Linked DNA regions of Sus scrofa: region 2 is linked to region 1. Evidence: chromatin contacts called from public HiChIP or PLAC-seq data. All regions are on one chromosome and are shown on one strand. The core of a region is the stretch at or near the end of the contact, and the rest is flanking DNA. Distances in the headings are between cores, read along the strand shown. Region 1 holds the start of GMFB (glia maturation factor, beta). Region 2 holds the start of SAMD4A (protein Smaug homolog 1).

Region 1 (3,607 bases), core at 969-3,468:
ACAGATAACATCAAAATCATCACGTGAAAAAATATATTCTTGTTTGTACCTAGGCTAAGAGTTAGAAAGGAGAGACACTTCATGCTACAAATACTTAGGACTAGTGATCAACAGCACGGTCTGAAAAAGGCATGTAAAGGAACAAAATTGCCTAGGCAGAGACACTTTGATTAAAGTGAGCACAGCACATCTAATACAATGAAAGGTCAGTGTGACTCAGGCACAGAGAATGAGCTGTAACATGTACAAGAGGAGGTTAGCAGGGGCTGGACCACACAGGGCCCAGTGGGTCATATTAAATATACTAGTCTCCATCCTATGAGCAAAGGGAAGCCACTAAGTGTTTTAAGCAGGTGGTGACAAGGGAATTGACCAGATCTGTATGCAGGAAACAGAGAGCCAGGATGAATAGAACAAAACAAGTTAACTGGTAAGACTAGTCCAGATGAGAGACAAAAAGTAGGTTGATGAGGATAAAGAGAAGTAGGTGAATACTGCTAATGAAATTGTTAATATGTATTAAACACTATGAGAAAAAACACTGCTGTACGTCCTTTACATGGATCTCCCTTCATCCTCAAAACAACCCCAAGAAATGGGTATCATATTATCCTCATTTTGCAAGAAACTAAGGCTTAGAGAGGTTAACTATCTTTCCCAAAATTATACAACCATGGAAGCCAGGATTCAACCCAGACAGCCTGACTTTAGCCCCCTCTCTTAACCACTACAAAGGAGCTGGGACAGACTGGGTGGCGTGGATTAGTACAAATGTGACTCCTAGGCTTCTTGCTTGTGTAGTAGACTTAAATGGTGCTACCTTTCACTAAGTTAAGGAACACTGAGGAAGACCAAGTTTGAGGGGAAAAAGGAGTTCTATTTTGGACACTAAGCAGGCTCTAAGGCACTCAAGTGGGGAAAGCTTTCTTTCCAGGGGATGCTAACTAAAGAGCAGGATAGGTAGGGCTGATCTCAGAAGCAACATTTGCAATACAAATTCACAAGTCATCTACACATAGGTAGGTAGTAACTGAAACTAATGAATGTAGAAAGGAGAGAAAGAATACAGAATGGAAAATGAAGCATTAGGATAGAGCTCAGGACTCCTTGTGATGTACAGGGAAGGAGAGCTGCATGGGACACAGACAGACCAACAAGAGAAGAAAAATGAGTTTTGTATTCTAGAAGCCAAGGGGGAAGCACAAAGGAAGAGAATGTTTCAAAGAGGAGAGCATGATCAACACTGAGAATACAGATAAGGAAAGATGAGAATTGAAGAGAGTCCCTTGGATTTAGTGACCATGAAATATATTCGATGAAGGTGGGTTGAAAAATGAATGGGGAGTTAGAGAAAAGGACAGCAGGAATTTTGTGTTTTATTTCTAATTACAGAAATGAGAAGCATATTCTTAAATCCCATGAGAAAGATTCAGGAGACCCCGGCTTGGGCAATCAGTGAAATCATCCACTTTATTTTTGCGCGTGGGGTCGAAACCACACAAGAAAGGAAGCGAGAGCCCCCAGACACAAAAAACGAAAGCTTTTGACAGTCACTTTAAAATCAAGCGTCAAAGCGCTGGGTCGAAAGGTTTCCAACTGCCATAACTCGAAGAAAGCAAGGATAAGGAAAAATCATTAGAAGCACGTCAGGAAGCTTAACGCGATGCCGAAAGAACGGAATCAAAATTCGAGCCTTCCCCGCAAAGGCGGCCAGGCGGAAGGTACTCGGCGCCTGCCGGTCCCTCGGGCCTGCAGAGAAGCAGGTGTTTGGGGGAGTTCCTCCGAAGGACCAGACCCCCGGCCCCTCTGACCCTTCAGCGCAAAAGCTAGAAGCCGCCCCCACCTCCCCATCCAGAAGGACGCGGTGAGCATGACCCACCCCTACTGGCCGCACCCCAGTCCCCGAGCCTGCTGGGCGAGTCGACTCCGGGCCCGGCAGGAGGATGCTGCCCTTGGCAAAGGCGGCAGCGGCGGCGGGCGGGGGCCAACTCGCAGCAAGAGAGAAACTACCAGCAGCCAGGCCGGAAGCGGCCGCCGACCCACCCGGGGCGCTGCCCGCCGATACCGGCTTCGGCAAACAGGAAAGCCCGGCGGGCTGGCCCAGCCCTCCGGCCCCCGCCCTCCCCGGCAGCAACTCACCATTTTCCTTCCGGCCGTCAGCAGCCTTTCGCCTCCCCTTGGGCCCCTTTAAGAATGGCACGGCTGCCGCCTCCGTTCCTGCACGGCGCCTGGCAGAGCCGCCCCCACCAGCTACGCGGCAGCTGCAGGGCAGCACGTGACCGCCAACGGTGGCCGGCGCGGCTCAAACTTCGCAGGAACGCGAGTGCCCCCGCCCCTTCCATTTCTCCCGCGCTGTTTCTTGAACCCTCCAGTGGACGCTATCGGATTCGGAGTGGAGGACTTCCAGTGCCAAAATGTATCCTCAAAATTCGAGCCAGTTTTTGCTTCCTTTCAACCCTCCTCAATCTCTGAGAGAAATTTCATGGTGACATGATTGAGTCAACGATTTCAATGGTAAATGTGTGTGTTTGACCCCAACCTACCTTTCAAATTCCACCTCCCTCAAACCTAGGTACACCTGCCTTTCCTCTCACCCTCTCCGGAACCCTTGCCCCTACTCTGACCACCTTGCGGGACTTGGTAAATACATTTCTTTCTTGATGGTGTTTATTTATTCAAGTCTGATTGCGTGATGATTCATGTCTAGATGAGTGTTCTCATGAGCCATTGCCTAATCGCGCATTAAGAAGTTTCTGTAGGGGCAAGTTTACTTTTGAACCCGGTGGTTTGGAAGAAGTAAGGTTTGAACTCAGAATTCGTACACGTGTCTTCAATGAAAGAAGCTAACTGGGGCAGGAGCTCACGGAGTTTACAGCTTATCCTCAGCTGGTGCATGGTCCATAGTTGATGCTTGCTTCTTATTTACTGAATGACGAAAGAAGCAGAGAAAAAAGAAAATTCCAGAACATGCGCCCACTGCCATCCTTCTTCATTAGTATTAGACTGGATTATTAGAATATTTAAAGTTTATATTTAATGTTAAATTTAATGAATTGTTAGCATATTAATAAATACCATTAAGTCAGAGTTAAAATATATAACTTAGGAGTTCCCGTCGTGGCACAGTGGTTAACGAATCCGACTAGGAACCATGAGGTTGAGGGTTCGATCCCTGCCCTTGCTCAGTGGGTTAATGATCCGGCGTTGCCCTGAGCTGTGGTGTAGGTTGCAGACGCGGCTCGGATCCCGCGTTGCTGTGGCTCTGGCGTAGGCCGGTGGCTACAGCTCCGATTGGACCCCTAGCCTGGGAACCTCCATATGCCGCGGGAGCGGCCCAAAGAAATAGCAAAAAGACAAAAAAAAAAAAAATATATATATATATATAACTTAATTTGATCCAATACCTACGTTTTCTCATAAATTAGAAAACTAGAAAGTTTAACTAGTAAGAAATTCCACAGCTCAGCTACATTCTCTTAGTGACCTGCCCCCATAATACTTTTTACTATGATAAGAGAACTGGTAAATTTGACACCTAGTACCATGTAAGAAATGATGGGAGAGAAAATGATTGTTATTAGTCCATGAACAATTATATTAGAGTTTA
Region 2 (3,581 bases), core at 279-2,778, 52 kb after region 1:
CATACTTCTCTGCCTCTGTAAAACAAAATTAAAATATTGACTCTAGAATTCTTGCTTTTAGGGCACAATATTCATTGAATTATGAAGATACCTTTACTGGCTGGTTAATAATTAGCCAAAGAAAATTATTCACACACCCTATCTTAATGGTGACACCTAAATTTTTGCAACTCCACAATTCCTTTCAATACCCCCGACAGATGGTTAGGCACTGTTACATGTCTGACAGGAACTAAACGGTGCAAAAACTAGGTTTGAGGAAGGAAGGAAGGATTGAAAATCTAGGGACATATGCTGGAGTTAAAGAAGGAAGTGTTAATCAGTAGAATATCTCAGATACTTTATCTTAAAAAAAAATCCGTATTAGCAAAAAGGAATGGATATATATGTATATAAATACATATAAATGTATATGTGTGATTTACTTTGCTCTATGCCTGAAATTAACAACTTTTAAGTCAAGTATACTCCAATAATTAAAAAAAAAATACTATATTAACAAGAGCAGGGAGGGCCAGGTTTGAGGCATGCGTTTCACTAATTTCTCAGTACTCATAAACAAAACCTCAAGGTGCTGGAGAAATGCTCGAAAATACGGATAGCAAGGATTTGGTTATCAAGTCTACCTGTGAATAATCAATTAAAGTTAGAAGACAAAGCGATTTTCAGGTGTTAGTGTATTTTTGACCCATCCTCTATTACCGGAGGGCGCTTTCCCAGCTCTCTCTGTGCCGTCTGGCTTCGGCTCCGCAGCCCCATCCCCATCCCCCTCCTTTTCTGCGCGGCCAGGACCTAAGAAGCCCCTGCCGGGCCTCGGCCTCGCGCACTCAGCAGGTCCAGGTAAAGGCTGCCCAGCCCGGTGACTCAGACGCGCTGACAGGTGGCCTCGTCTGCCTCCTTGCCGCCCGGGGAGGCGCTCGTCTCCGCTCAAGGTCCGCAGCTGCAGCCCGCGCGCCAGACGTAGCTCGCCGGCTGGCCCCAGAAGTCTGGCGGCTTCCCCAGGGGAGAGCGGCGCAGGAGCAAAGGGCATCCAAGGCCCGACCCAGGAGAGGGGTGAGCTTCCCGGCACTTTTCGCGCTCCTGGGACACGGGCCGCACGGAGCCCGGTGCCTAGGCACGTCCAGCGTTGCATACCGCCCCTCCGCCTCCTCCGCTCTTCGGGTCCGCGAACCCCGGAACCCTTCCACGCCCCTAGCGCTGGTGACCCCAGGACCCTGCCACTCCCGGGCCCCAGTAAGGGCAAGGGGTCACCCGAGTCGGCGAACCACATTCCCAAGGACGAGCAGCCTGTGGCAGCACCGACTCCGCTGCAGCGCCCTCCAAGTCCCCTTCCGCCTGCTCTCCAGCTGCTCCAGCGCCCCAACCCCTCCAGAACTCGCGGGCGGTCGAGGGGAGGAATTCACTTGGACCCCTCCCCTTCTCCAAACTTCTTCCCTCCCCCCGCTGTTCCTCCAACCCTACCCCACTGCGCCATCCGGCTCCTCCCTCTTCGATCCCCTCCCCTTTTCTGGTCCCCGCTAAGGAATCCGCCCCCCACCCTCGCCGCCGGCCGGGTCCGGGGATCCTCCCCCGACTCCCCCAGTGTGCAGCCGCCGCCGCCCGGGTTCCTCTCCCCCCGCTCGGGCGCTCCCTGCCAAGCCCATGATGTAATGGTGTATGTTAATCAGTAGCATGTGGGGAGCTCCGGCTCCGGCGGCTCAGTCCTCCGCCAGCCGACACTGGAGACAGCAGGAGCGGCGGCTGGGACCCGCAGCGCTGCGCTCTCTCAGCGCCGCCCGCTCCGACGGCATGGCCCGCAGCCCGCGCTTCGGGCGTCCCCAACCTCGCTGAGAGTTGCCGCGGTCCCGGACCCGCGCTTGGGGCCCCGAGCCGCCGAGATGAACCGCTCCGAGGTGAGCGCCCTCTCTCATTTGCCCCAGGGAGGGGACCCGCGGGGCCCTAGGTCCTTTTCCCGGGGGACGTGCCCCCTCCGCTCGGGAAGTTCTGGGAGCGGGGAAACCGGATGCTGGGAGTGAGCCGCCCCTCAAGGGTTGGCTGAGTTGCTAGTCCCTCTTCGCCGCCGCCGCCGCCGCCACCCCCGGCGGCCACCCGGACTGGTTTAGGACTGGGGGAGCCCTCGAAACCGAACTTTTCTTCTTGTCAGTCGTTTGGGGGCGTGTGCCAGCGTCGTGGAGCCGCAGTCCCTGCCGAGCCACCCTGCCCACCAGGGGAGGCAGTGCTGTGGGCTCCGGCAGACCCGCGCTCGGCATGCGCTCGTGTCTGTGCCGCCTTCGGCCTGGGACGCGCGGGCGAGGCATTGGGCCGGACAGACCCGCCCGTAGGCGGCGGCAGCGGGGGCAGGATGCCTACAGCACACACACACGTACATACTCACATACACACAGACGCACACGCACGCACTCATTTGATCGTTCAGGGCGAAGTAGGCCCTCGGAGACATCCCGGGTGGGCTGGAGCGGCACGGCGCGGGGGAGCCGGGGCTCCGGCTGAGCCTCCGCCCGCTGGGCTCGGAGCTTTGGGTGGGGAGAGTTTATTTTTGTCTTGAGCTGCTGCCGCGGCCGCTCACGGCCTAAATCCAGAGGGGCGCCTGGCGGTGGAGATGCTGGCTGTTGCTGTAGATGGAGCTGCAGCCGTTCGGCTGCTTCTCCGGGAGGAGGAGGAGGTGGTGGCGAAGGGGAGGGGGGGAGGGGGAATAAGAGGAGGAGGAGGAGGAGGAGGAGGAAGGAACTCTGGCTGCTGCTGCTTCAGCCTCTGCTTTGCATTAGCTCCCACCCCCACCCCCGCGCCCCTTCGCAGCCGCATTGCAAGTTTTCTGCTCGAGGAAGATCTGTTGCTGGTGCGGGCTTTCGCAAGCACAGCCCCCAAGGCCACTCCGGGTGGGGTGTGTGGGGAGCACTAGGCATTCGCATCAGCAGCAACAGGAAGCCTTGGGGTCTCCTCACGCACCTGGGAAGGAGGCTTCTTGCCATTCCCAGAAGGGGAATAGCTCATCTCCAGCATCCGGGTGTGGAGGGGCAGCCGGATTTGGGGGACCAAACCCCCCTCGGGGCGCCCCCCTCCATCCCCTCCCGAGCGCGCTCCCTCGCTGGCCGAGGTCTCATTGCAGCCCTTTCTCTCCTTCCAGTGGTGATCGCCGCTCGGGAATGCGGGTGTGAAGGGTCCGAGCTGCCGCCCAGCGGGGAAGAGACCCCCCCGGACGCCGGAAATCACCATCCCGAAGCCGCGAGAAGGGTGGGGGGGAAAGAGAGCATTCATTCAGTTTGTGTGCCTTGTGGGGAAAAATTTTTTTAATCGCTATTTTTTTAAAAAGAAACATTTCCGTGCTACTGTCTGTCATCATCTCTGGGGGAAATCAGCCAGAATCACCGGAACGTAACTGAAACCAGACGAGAGAGGCAGGAGCCGAGGCAATACCTGCAGCGTCCGGGCACCAGAGCCACCTTGGAACCGGAACGCGTCTCGGGCGGCCGCGGGGCTGCGGCTCCGCCAAACTTTGGGGCGGGCGGGGCGGGCTGGGGCGCCCAGGGGGCTTTGTAGACCGAGGGCCGCCCCCTAACCATGATGTTTCGCGACCAGGTCGG

The links. HiChIP or PLAC-seq counts read pairs in DNA pulled down with a chosen protein or histone mark.
Region 2: a contact with region 1 is called in an H3K27ac HiChIP or PLAC-seq map of alveolar macrophages. The contact joins the promoter of SAMD4A here to the promoter of GMFB in region 1. A contact is called at or near these places in 5 of 47 Hi-C or Micro-C datasets (heart right ventricle, liver, mesenchymal stem cells and 1 more) and 2 of 2 datasets of contacts at active chromatin or transcription factors (alveolar macrophages and skeletal muscle).

The regions. Positions count from the first base shown.
Region 1 is chr1:183,861,116-183,864,722 of Sscrofa11.1, forward strand. GMFB (glia maturation factor, beta) reads right to left here and starts at 2,219. Exons shown (of 7, transcript NM_001244461.1): 1 at 2,140-2,219. The coding sequence starts at 2,142. CGRRF1 (cell growth regulator with RING finger domain protein 1) reads left to right here and starts at 2,344. Exons shown (of 11, transcript XR_002346942.1): 1 at 2,344-2,514.
Region 2 is chr1:183,913,809-183,917,389 of Sscrofa11.1, forward strand. SAMD4A (protein Smaug homolog 1) reads left to right here and starts at 1,529. Exons shown (of 13, transcript XM_021102232.1): 1 at 1,529-1,892; 2 at 3,125-3,581. The coding sequence starts at 3,559.